4 separate regions of the Mus musculus genome follow, and regions 2, 3 and 4 are each linked to region 1. Evidence: chromatin contacts called from public Hi-C and targeted proximity ligation data. All regions are on one chromosome and are shown on one strand. The core of a region is the stretch at or near the end of the contact, and the rest is flanking DNA. Distances in the headings are between cores, read along the strand shown.

What was found. Hi-C and Micro-C count contacts between places; a contact is called where the count stands out from the background.
Region 2: a Hi-C map of cortical neurons shows a contact between it and region 1, with 3 times the contacts expected there. A contact is called at or near these places in 1 of 484 Hi-C or Micro-C datasets (cortical neurons) and 3 of 130 datasets of targeted methods (the 230-238 cell line, differentiating embryonic stem cells and stem cell-derived neural progenitor cells).
Region 3: a targeted proximity ligation map of pancreatic cancer cells shows a contact between it and region 1. A contact is called at or near these places in 1 of 39 promoter capture datasets (pre-B cells), 3 of 130 datasets of targeted methods (double positive thymocytes, memory CD8 T cells and pancreatic cancer cells) and 1 of 9 other capture datasets (liver).
Region 4: a contact with region 1 is called in a targeted proximity ligation map of pancreatic cancer cells. A contact is called at or near these places in 1 of 39 promoter capture datasets (pre-B cells), 2 of 484 Hi-C or Micro-C datasets (CD8 T cells and LSK cells) and 2 of 130 datasets of targeted methods (pancreatic cancer cells and regulatory T cell precursor).

The regions. Positions count from the first base shown.
Region 1 is chr15:73,746,502-73,749,494 of GRCm38.p6, reverse strand. Ptp4a3 (protein tyrosine phosphatase 4a3) reads right to left here and starts at 1,469. Exons shown (of 6, transcript NM_008975.3): 1 at 1,030-1,469.
Region 2 is chr15:74,690,934-74,693,926 of GRCm38.p6, reverse strand. The region is part of intron 3 of Gm32994 (a long non-coding RNA gene); the gene reads right to left. Among named protein-coding and RNA genes, the nearest start is that of 4933427E11Rik, 17 kb to the left of the region's middle.
Region 3 is chr15:73,088,952-73,091,944 of GRCm38.p6, reverse strand. It overlaps Chrac1 (chromatin accessibility complex 1), which reads right to left and starts at 1,533. Exons shown (of 3, transcript NM_053068.3): 1 at 1,362-1,533. The coding sequence starts at 1,508.
Region 4 is chr15:73,153,077-73,156,069 of GRCm38.p6, reverse strand. All of the region lies in intron 1 of Ago2 (argonaute RISC catalytic subunit 2), which reads left to right. Among named protein-coding and RNA genes, the nearest start is that of Ago2, 30 kb to the left of the region's middle.

The DNA.
Region 1 (2,993 bases), core at 220-2,719:
CCAGGCTCAACCACATGGTGGCTGCCCTCCCAAAAAGGAGCCCCTCTGCCGACACATCACTCCGCTCACCCCCTTTGGAGACAGTGTTTCTCTGTCCCTGTCTTACCTCCTGGACCGCACTTTGTAGACCAGGCTGACCTCAGACTCACAGAGATCCACCTGGCTGGGCCTCCTGAGTGCTAGGACTTAAGGCATCTGCCACCATGCCCAGGTGGACACATCACTTCTATGGGGTTAAGAAGACCAGAGAACAAGGTGGGGGGGTGGGGGGGTCTACCTCTACTGCATTCTAGCAGGCCTGAGCCAAGGCTTGTGGGCCCACCGGCTACCTACACCCCTATCCCAGCAGCTCTAGGTGTGAACAGAAGCTGAGCTCACCTTGCCTCAACAGGCACTCAGTCAAGCCACCACACCCTCCCCACCCCTGGTGCTTAAGGACCCTACTATGACCTGGGCCCTTCTCTATCCCCGCCCAGCCTCCTCTAGCAGTATCTTAAGCCCTCAGCTGCTCCCAGACCGGCATGTTTTTCAAGACCCATTTTTGTCCCTGTTTGCCAGAGGAGGACATGGGACAGAGGGGCGTGGAAGGACCTTCTCTGGACCCTGGCCAGCTCCGGCCGTCCAGACACCCAGGTTTTCTCAACATCGAGTCTAGTAATCGGGAACACTTGAACCCCAGGGGGGAAAAAAAGACACAGAGGTAGTCAGAAGCCACACCCTCAAGTGGTGGGGTGGGAGTGCATCTAGCTTCAGAAGGGACCTAAATGGGACCCTGTGTGACACTTAGGAGTCAGGGGTCACAGTTCAGGACTCTGTGCTGTCAAGACAGGCAAGACTGCTCCGTGGATGGGCTGGGGACCCCAAGGACCCGTAGTGGGGCGTGGGGAGGGCACACAGCTCCCCGACCTCAGCGGGACTTCCCACCCAGCCCGCCAGGGAGCCGCCATCCCGTGCAGGGCCCATCCCAGTAGGGTTAGGGTTCGGGAGCGTCCTCGAGGCCGGGTCCCCGCCGCCCGCAGCCCGGCTCACCCGCGCCCGCAGGCGTGCGGCCGCCTCCATGCGCCGGCCGGCCGGGCCGGGACCCGTGCGCGCCCTCCGCAGCGGCGCCGGCTCCGGGCGGATGCCCGCCGCCCGCCGCCCAGCTATTTATAGCGCCCGGCGTCACGTGGGGGGGCGGTGACCGGCGGGCGACCCGACTCACAGCGGCTCCCGCACCTGCTGCCTAAAGATAGCACGCAAACAAAGGCGCGGCCAGCAGAGGAAGAGGAAGGAGGAAGGGAGAGGACCACCGCGGACCCGCCTGCCATCCCCTCTGCATCCTGCTGGGTAGGAGACCTCCTTCTGCAGAGGGGCCACAAGCCAGGAGGAACCCTTCCAGCTCTCCAGCTTCATATGCGCACACTGAACAGCTACTGTGTGCTCAGCCGCACTAGCCCACACTTCACCTTAAGAGCCACCACTCCCAGACTACAGCTGAAGAACCTGAGGCACTGAACCTACGCACACTCGAGTCACACAAGAGATGGGAGCCGACTCTACACAGGCTCATCTCCAAGGGAACTGACACCCACCCAGCTCTCCTGAAGTCTTCCAGGGCATCCCCTGAGCAGGATCGTCTCCTGGGCTCCACTGACCAGACGGAATCCTGGTTCTGTCCTAGGGCATCCCAGGCAGGAACCCTGTGCTCTCCCGCCCAAGAATGGAGACAGATGTCAGTCCGCACCTGCCCCAGTGGCTGCACCGCCCTGGGAGCCTTCTGGTGCAGGGCTTGAGTTCCAGCTCACAGAATCCCCAGAGGCCTTGCCTTGCTGGGAACCCTGGCCCAAGCCCGGCTCCCAGACAGAGGCCTGGCCCTGCAATCAGTAGTTGGTGCTGGGGAGAGGAATGATCCCTGAAAGGCTGGACCTGAGCCAGGGGAGGGCATGCCCCTAATACTCCCAGAGAGAAGTCTCATTAGCCAACCTTGCACAGCAGAGCCTACTATCCCCCATTCTCCCCCTGGCCCAGGTAAGCAGGGCTGATAACGTCCAGGCTGGAGCATCCCATTGCAGCCCCATCCTGGCTCACCCCCAGAAAGCTAGGCAGCCACCTAAGATCCCCAGAATATGCCACCCTTATAAATCCAGCAGGTTAACGGCATTGTTGCTGACCAGACCCATGGTCTCAGCTGTTCCACTAGTTTCCATCCTGACTGCAGATCCTGAACCCTCCACAAGGCACCAGCCTCCAGCAACACAACAGATACTGAGTAGATGCCCCAAGTCACCCAGCCAGGTAGCTGGACCATGACTGGAGATTTGCCCTCCCCCAGAGACCCTACTGGTCCCAATCCCAGGTGGGTAGGAGAAAGCACATCAAACCATCCCTGGTGGCCCATCAGTTGTCTAGAAAAGGGTTTGTTAGTGACAGGCCCAGCAACGTCTGAGATGCTGCACCAGCCAGGGCTGCAACCGGGGCTCCAAGTGACACCACACACACACACACACACACACACACACACCAGCATGCTGGGGCCTCTAGCTAATCCTGGGGGCACCTGCTACAGCTGGCAGGGCCCCAAGCCTTTCGGAGAAGTCTATATATAACACATCCAGAGCCTTCTTGGAGCCCTCCCAGAGTAACCCATCTCTGGGGCCAGGAGGGGAGACCCTAGCAGGCTCCACCCACGCCAGTCCCTCGGAACTCATCCAAAGCTCTTACACCCCTGTGTCGCACAGTTCCAAGGGTGCAACCCCTCACAAAACAGGCTCCTTAACCCCAGGCTCTCCCCAACCCCCTTGGCTATGTGCCCAGCCCAGGGAAGGCATCCTTAAAGGGAGGGGGAACCTAGCACTGGGCCCCACCCATACCCCACCTCCCACCCAGGCATGGCACCAAGAAGCTCCCGCTTGTTTATGGAAGGAACAAATGACCTGGTGTTCTAGGCAGAGGTCCAGATTGGGGAGCCATCCAGAACCTATCACGAGACCTCAGCCCTCGAGGTCTGGGAGAAC
Region 2 (2,993 bases), core at 272-2,771, 940 kb before region 1:
TTCATTCCAAGAAGAGCCCCATGCGTGGTTAGAGTTGGTGTCATGCTATCATTTTTATTATTATGGTTTTTGAATCTCAAAATGTACAGCTCCCCAGAAAATCCTATTGCTTTCCCCTTAGAAACATTACATCCATTCTATTCCTTGTGTGTCCAGAAGAGTAAAAGGTTCTCTAAGTCCAAAGAAGCCAAATGTCTGGTGGATGTGGCAGACCTGAGGAAAGCCTTGCCATCGTTTGTTCATGGTGACTTGGTACCATAAAGCCCGTCCTTCAGCCCAGTGGGGAGTACCCATCAGGGCCTATTGTGTTTATCACAATAGCCATGAGCCTTGAAAGCTGGCAGTCCACATGCCCATGAGTTTGTAAACTCAAGATTGCTTCCATTATAACACTACCGTGCTCTGGCAGCCCAGACTCTTAAGACTGGCCCACAGCCGTTGCTAGGCATCGGAATCTCATCGCCTATTTAAAGCATTTCAGTATCCTAGAAGACCATCACAGAGAGTTACTTTGTAGGAGTCTCTCTTTTCTGCCATCAAATTGATTTGTGAATATACTAAATATTGGGTGCAAACAAATTGCAGAAAGGCCAAGGATGCTTTCCCTCTTTCACAGTAATCTGTACACTGGGTCCTTTACATCAGCCTCCGTAGTACAATCTGTGGTTGTGACAGATCTCGGTCACCTTTCTCAGGGAAGGTGCTGGGACGTGATTGGCCTAACAGGTGCTTTTCCATATTAAGGAATGTTTCTCAAGACATTTGAGTCTGTGCATCAGGAATCCAGAATGCTTTCCAACTCTGCCTCAGCAGGAAGACAATGAGTACAATCCTCTGAATCTAAATGTTACCAGCTCCATTTAACAGCTAAACCCTACCACATCTCATCAGTGTGCTTATGCATGTGTGAGAAATGATTTTATCTTCTTTTGGGGATAAGCATGTAGACTCAGGATCATCATGGGGAAAAACTAGCTAGCTCAGTGTTTCCTTGTTGACTAAAGGAAGACCAGCCAGGGATCCAACCCACGTCTTGGAATTCATTACTGTTTTCACCTTGGGCTGACTCTTCAATTCAGTAATAACACTTTCTGATATCTGTAGCATTTAATAATAGGCCCATTCAAAACTTACAAGATAGTTTTCATTTGAGATTCTAATCAGTTCAAGATTGAGAAGCAAATTATACACCGTTTTACCATTTCTGGGCATATTTCTATGTCATAGCAGCCCAGCAAATTGAAGGAGCAAAATCCAGAGATTTGGAAGCCTAAGTCTGGAGCCTAAGAGAAACTGTTGTGGAGCAAGAAGACTTAAGACTCCTTCTAAAATCAGGGCATTTTCCATCCTGTCAAGATAACTAGATTTTTTAAAAAGGGTTACTTATTATCTATACAGTGTTCTGCCTGCGTGTATGCCTGCATACCAGAAGAGGGCACCAGATCTCATTAGAGAGGTTATGAGCCACTATGTGGTTGTTGGGAATTGAATTCAGGACCTTTAGAAGAGCAGCCAGTGCTCTTAACCTCTGTGCCCTCTCTCCAGCCCAATCTGGGCGGTTTGAACTGTATTGCCCTTGACCCAATGCCATTTCGCTTTGTTTTTTCCTTATTCAATGAGGAACATTGTAAAAGGCTTTAGGGCTCATAAATGTGAAGATGATGGCAACATTTCCTCAGAAAAATCTCTGATACTGTTTGAAATACTCTTGTGAATTTAATATATTGATAAATGTTTTCCCAACAGTATTAAAAATAATAGCTTTTTCTGCGACCATTCTGTACGTGGCAGAGAGAGTATTGTCTGGGAGCATGAGAATATGTTAATTGCAGGAGAACTAAGTGTGGCCGAGGTGAGTCTTCTTGCAGTTTTATGCTCCACAGTCCTTCCTTAGACGAGAAAGTTTAAAGTAAGAAAGGTTTGATTCTCAAAGTGTAATATAAAAATTTTAAAAATACAATTTTAATTGAACTATGATTGTGTCGCTTCTCCTATTTTCTTTCTTCACTTGAGCCCCATCTCAGCCACTTAAAAAACACTATTACACCCAGAGTTATTCAAGGAATTGATTATATAAGAAAGCATGTATTGTTTAAAAGTTTATCACCCTTGCACTCCAAATTTTACATATTTGCATATGTAATTTTAAATTAGCATGTTGGGATGACAAGTCGAGTCTGCTCCTGTCCTGCTCAATCTCTGCATATATTAGTGTATTAAAAATAGATTTTCTGTTTGGGCCTGAAAACCCCTGGAATCTCAGTCTCTTGTCCCTGGGCCATCATCTAACACTCTTTTGCTTCTTCCACTATCTTTCTTCTGTTCTGTAACTGACTCAGGACATTTTACAATGAGGGCACTCCTTTCCAGACCTTTCACAATGGGGACATTCTTTTGTTAATGTGCTGCCTAGCACCGGGGTTTGGCCTGTGCACCTGAGCAAATACCGTCTGAGGGTTTCAGCTTTATAAATCCTCCATTTCCCAAGAGTAAACGAGACTTGAACAGAATTTTTGTCTTGCCTCCTTCCTCAGCGTCTTCTGATCCCAAAATTTGTCATTGTAGCTCCCTTCCCACGAGAAACCTGTTGTTTAAGTCCTGCAGGTTGGGGCAATTTTCTAAAGATCTTAGCATGTGGTGTATTCCCACGGTATTCATAGCATACCACATAGTACTATATTTTTTGTGTGTATGTGTGTGTTGCCTGCCTTTATGCATATGTGCTTGCCTGATGTTCATGGGGCTCAGAAGGACACATTGTGGGTCCTGGAACTGCCATTATCTGTGGTTGTGAACCAACATGTGTGTGCTGGGATGGAATCTCTACCCTGACCCTCTGTGTGAACAACACGGAGGCCTTAACTGCTGAGCCATCTCATCTCTACTACTCCTCACACTGTACTTTTTCGAAACATGCATTTTGATTCATATTTACCACCACTGGATTGCAGTAAGTGAATATGAATACCTTCTATAGCCGTCAACGAAAACGT
Region 3 (2,993 bases), core at 284-2,783, 660 kb after region 1:
CTAGCACCACACAGAAATAAGAGGAAGACCACCATGATCTTTTCCTTTTTTTTTGTTTTTTGTTTTTAAATAGGTTCTACTTTTTTGTTGTTGTTGTTGTTGTTTTTTTTTTTTTTTTTTTTTTTTTTTTTTGAGACAGGGTTTCTCTGTGTAGCCCTGGCTGTCCTGGAACTCACTCTGTAGACCAGGCTGGCCTTGAACTCAGAAATCCGCCTGCCTCTGCCTCCCAAGTGCTGGGATCAAAGTCATGCGCCACCATTGCCCAGCCACCACCATGATCTTAAGATGATTTAGAAATGAGACATGTATAGTTTACATGTAAATATACACCACTGTCTAAAAGGGGCTTGTTATCCTAAGATTTGTATTTGGCTTTGGAGGACCAATCCAAAGATACTGGGGAACTATTGTTATTTTATCAGGATCTACTTAAGGTTGACTCTATTGCAGTCACAAGATTTGTACCTTTGTCCCTAGTCCAAAATATTGTAAAAAAAAAAAAAAAAAAAAAAAAATGCCACGCACTGAATGAAGTTCTAGAAGCAGAGGCTGGAAAAGAAGGTAGAGCCAATAGTCATGGCTGGGTCTCAGAACAATAAGGTTCCCGGCCTACCACTATCGAAACCAAACTTTAAACCAGGAGTGGGGTCAGGAAATTTTAATCGCCGTACTCAGAAGGGCCAAGACCAAGGTGGCAGGGTGTGGTGGCACAAGCCTTAAACCCCAGCAACACTTGGTAGGCTGAGACAAGCAGATCTCTTTCGAGTTCAAGGTAATTCTGGTGGTTTACAGAGCTCCAGGATAGGGAAAACATACTGAGAGATGGCTGGAAATATAGAACAAAATAAGAAGACAAAGCGATGTGTGTTGGGAGGGGACTATGCGGTTATAATTTAACTTGTGACAGCGGATGTCTGCGTAAACTCTGACTACCTCCAGAGTCCTGAGGGCTGAAGAGCCCTAGACAGCCTTGCAAGCCGTCCTGGAAGCTTGGAGAACCTTCCCGCATCTTCCTGGGGGAAGTCAGAGTCAGCCCGACCTCCCGCACGACATAGACCCGCCTCAACTCGCGCACGCAGCCGAACCCTTAACTACGCGTGCGCGAGGCCCAGCGGGGAGTGACGCGGGAGGCGGGGCGCAGAGGACGCTGGGAGCCAGACGATCCTGCAGAGCGAAAGCGGCGCAGTGGGCGGAGCTGAGCCCGCGGGAGGGGAGGAGGAGGTGTGTAGCGCGCAGACGCAAGAGAAAGAGGCGCCGCGCGGCCCCCGCAGGGCAGCCAAAGGCCAAGGCGCGTGTGTGCGGAGCCCGAGGGGCGGTTGGTGCCCGCGCCCGCCCCTCTCGTCGCCCCGCCGGCCGCTCACCGTGGCCTTGGCCGTGAGCACCAGCGCCTCCTGGTTGATGCTCGACACCTCGGGAGAGCTCTTCATGATGACTCGGATGCGGGACAGGGGCAATGACACGAGCCGCTGGTCCCCGCACTTTTCCTTCCCCACGGCCGCGTCCGCCATCTTCCGCGTCCGTCCCGGGCGGCCCGTGATGCTTCGCGCGGCCGCGCCTGCGCAGACGCTGTGGAGCGCGGTGGCCCGAAAGCCTGGGAGCCGGCGCCCGGGAAAATCCCTCTCGGAAACGCCGGGGCAGTCTCCCGGAAGAAGCGCTCTCAGGCGTCCGAGTGCTTGCTCGGGCAGTCCCGAGCTGCACAGATTTGTCCTTTCAAAAACTGGAGAGATGTCTTAGGAGGTCATGTTCTGGAGGGAATCAAACGAACCATGGCAACAGTTTGGCCAGAGGAATAGGGAGGAAAGGCGGCCACTACCCATGTCTTTCTTGAGGCGTATGGGGATTAGCCTGCTAAGCAGACAGGTGAACTGAATGGTCCTAGAGTCTTCTGTAATCCCACCACAATGCCAAAAGGATCACCAAGAGTTCTAGCCAGCCTGGCCACACAAGGTCTTGTTGAAGAAGATGGGCCATGACTTTAGAATGAAGACTATTAGAAACATCCTATCAAGTGGTCTGGAGGGAGCGTCCAAGAATATCAGAAAGTGGGACTCCACGGCAGATGAAACCGTGAGACCGTGGACTTTTGCTTAGATGAGCTGTGGAGTAAACTTGGGAGAGTAAAGTTGATGTGGTCTGAAGAGAACAAAAACTCCTAAGATGGCACTAAATATAGTTGGAGGAACTAAATCGGCAGGGTTTTATAGATTGGATCATGTTTGGTTTTAGTGTCGTCATTACCGTAGTATATCCTAGTCCAATAAACATAAGATACAACTGTCCCTCAGTATCTATTGGGGGATTGGTTCTAAGATCCCCACACATACTGAAATTGTACATGCTGAAAAGTCTTTTTTTTTTTTTTTTTTTTTTTTTTGTGTGTGTGTGTGTGGTTTTTTGAGACAGGGTTTCTCTGTATGGCCCTGACTGTCCTGGAACTCACTTTGTAGACCAGGCTGGCCTCGAACTCAGAAATCCCCCTGCCTCTGCCTCCGGAGTGTGTGCGCCACCACGCCCGACAGAAAAGTCTTAAATACAAAAGACGACAACTGCATAACGCCTAGGCACATTCTCATACAATACCCATGTCTTCTTGATTAAGTGCTTCGTGAATGCCATATGAGTAGTTGCTGGACTGTTAGGGAACAATGATGAGAGATTTCTACATGTCCAGTCAGCAGGGATGGGTTTTGTTTTGTTTTGTTTTGTTTTTTTTCCTGAATACTTTGTATCCCAGGTTGTTTGAGACCATAGATGTAGAACTTATATCCAGTGTTAGTGTCAGGCACGAAGGCACAGTTGGTGAGCAAGCTAGCTGCGTGCTCTCAATAAGGCTATGTTCACCCAGATGTCTGGGGAAAGAATACCATTTCCAGTGGGAAGTGTCATAACTGGTAAGCTGGCCTCTGAGAAGTGATGTTTGTTCTCAGATCTGCAGCAAAGGAAAGCCGTTAGACAAGATGAGTTTTGCCTGCCTTTCACATGCTTCCTTTCAC
Region 4 (2,993 bases), core at 125-2,624, 590 kb after region 1:
TCTGGACTCGAGGAAAGCCAGAGTGAAGGTGTTCTTTCTGCTCAGCTTCCTCAAGTTACACCAGGGCTCACTATGGGGCAGTTTTAGCCAGGTACTCATCACAGCAGCTGGGCCCCCTTGTGGCAGTTGTATCTGGAAGAGTAACTGGGGTGCAGCCTTGGGGAATTGTCTATATAGTTTTCTTGAGCAGCCCCATTTGTTTAGTGTGGTATTTTGAATGTTACAGGGGAAGAGGTGCTGGGCCTGAGGGGGTTTAACTTGTGAGAGAACTGTTCAGAATTTACTAAGCAAATTTTTTTGAGATGGGTTTGGGGGCCATTTCTCAAAGAGGGTCATGGTCAGAGTTTCATACTGAACCAAAAAAGCCATTGAAACCCCCACTGTAAATCAGTGGGTTCCGTTTGAGATGAAAGTGAGCTGGATCTCCGCAGGGGGTGTCACTGTCACAGCTGACCCTAAGCCTCTGTGTGTACCCTGCGCTCACATAGCACGTTCTATCACTTGCTGAAATAAGGTCAACATATATTTAGCAGATTACTCATTAAACCAAAAGGGCCACATGAGTAATTGTAGTACTCCACCCTCTGAGCCCCTCAGAGAATCCTGACTTACCCAGCACCCTCACACCCCTCGTGTCTGGTCCCCAAGGACCCCATTTCCTGTCTCACCCAAACTGGCTATGATGACAAGAGATTTCCCAGAGGGTTTTTTTTGTTTTGTTTTGTTTTTTTTGTTTTTTAAATCAGGTGTGATCAAAGCAAAAAACTCCCAGGCAGCTAGTAACTTTCAAGGATAAACAGGTTTCTAGAGGACGAGGTCCCTGCCTTCCTTTCCTCTCGTGGCAGAGGGATATCCTCCATCCCCCACTACACGGGAGGACATCACTGAAGGGCCTTGTGGTTTATCGAGACCTTAGGTGATGGCCAGAATGAATTCCTGATTCTGTGTACTCTGGAACATTTCAATTCTGCAGTGGCCCCAAACAGCTTCTGAGATCAACCCACCCTGTTCTACGGCAGTGACCGCCCACTGCTCAGCCTTCATCTCCTGTGCTCACGCACCATTAGGATGGTCACCCTTTCTGCCCTAGAGTGCTCAGCTGTGTCTCTGCAGCGTTTGTTTGCTAAGTCTGGAGCCAGGTCCTGGAAGGGCAAAGGCTCCCTCCCTTGCTGTGGTTACGTTCTGCTCTCTCATATTCTCGCACGCTCGCTCGGCTTACAGTAGAGTTTGCCAAGCTGTGGGAGTCAGAACTGGGGTGGGAGGGACCTGACCACAAGCATGGTTCCAGTCCAAGCTGTACTTGGCCCTGACTCTTGAGCCAGATGCGAGGAGGACGTGAGCATGGGTGTTCCTGTGTTGGAAGCCACTCCCGCAGGGGGGCTGGTTTTGGGTTTGTGTTCTCTGTTGGCTGGTGGTTACCGAGGTCTTCTGACAGTGGTTCTACACTGCTTCTGCTGATGGTGCGTGGTAGCTGTGTTCCTTCTCCAGCCATGGAGCAGATGGCCGTGGCTCCGTTCTTGGTACACACTCCAGGCATCCCTTTCTTGTCCAAAAAGCCTAGCTGTGTTTAATGTAGCTCTGTCAGTGTGGGTGGCATGTGGCTAGCTGCACAGTAGGATCGTAGGATCGTCAACTATGCGATGCATCCCGAGTCTCCCAAAAGCACCTGTTTGACAGAACCTACCATCAGTCTGTGCTCCTGCAAGCTGTCAGCTTCCTCTCTGTTCTGGAGCCTGCAGTGTCCAGCTTTGGCCTGACTTGTCTAGCCAAGAACCCATACAAGTCACCCAACCATGAAGCGTCTGTAGATGCTTTCCTGTGGGGCTGACAGTGGCAGAAAGGTGCTGGTGTCCATGCCTGTTGTGGTCCACGGTGTGGTATGGGTTGGCTTCCCTGGCTGTGTGTCACACGCTTTTCATTCATAATTTCTGGCCGATGTTCAGTGTGAGCACAGACTTCTACAAGATGAGCTATGTGCCTTCAAAGATATTGGCTTTGAAGCCCAGCCCTGGGAAGAACTCTGCAATCTCGGAGTGTTCCCCTCTCCCTTCGTGGATGCCTGAGGCTAGGCTGGGTCCTGGAGGAAGAGCCCTGGGTTCCACTTGCCCTGGGCTTGCTTGTCTTTCAGAGTCAGGCCTTTTGTTTTTGTTTGTTGGTTTGAGGCTGAGTTCCTCTTACTCTATGATGGAACTTAGTATGGCACAGACATCGTCATAGTCACAGCTGTACACCTGCTTCAGCTTTCAGAATGCTGAAATACAGGCTGGAGCCAACACAACTGGCTCATTATTAGCTTCTTAAGCTACTGTTGGTGTTGAGATATTCATATGGAGTGTGTGTGTGTGTGTGTAATGTTAAAGCCATGCCATCGGGTGTCTCCATTTTTAAAATTTTATTAAAAAGACAGTGTCTTTGAACCTGGAGCCCACTGCTCCAGGGAGGGCTAGACTAGCAGACCAGTCAATCCCCCAGGAATCTGTTTCTTTTGGCCCTCCAGGTGGCTTTTCTAATGGGTCCTGGGGCTCTGAGCTCAGGACTGTCAGGACTGTCGCAGCACTTGGTTTACTGGGGCCCACTCCCTCATGTAAGTCACCCAGGAGTGAAGTCATACAACCTTTGTTCTGTTTAAAGGTCATACAACTCATACTTAGATGTCATAGCGGGACTGCAGGTGGGTGGTGACAGGAAGCGGCCTTCTGGGAAGGGTGGCAGCTGTCCTCTATGCTTTCCTCCCTCCCCCCCCCCCCACACTGAGACCCTCAGATGTGGTGCAGTAGCCCCCTTATGTCTCTGAGCACTAGACCCAAACCTGTCCAATGATGCAGTAGTCTGAGCAAGCAAGGGGTGGGAGTTTTCTCCTGGTTTCCAAGGTGACTCCTGGTTTCCAAGGTGACTTCCTGCTCCAGGTGGTTTGTCACATGACACCTGTAGTCCAGCAGGCACAGGTATACGGTGGCAACAAGATGTGTGCTTGCCACACAGTAGGCCCCTAA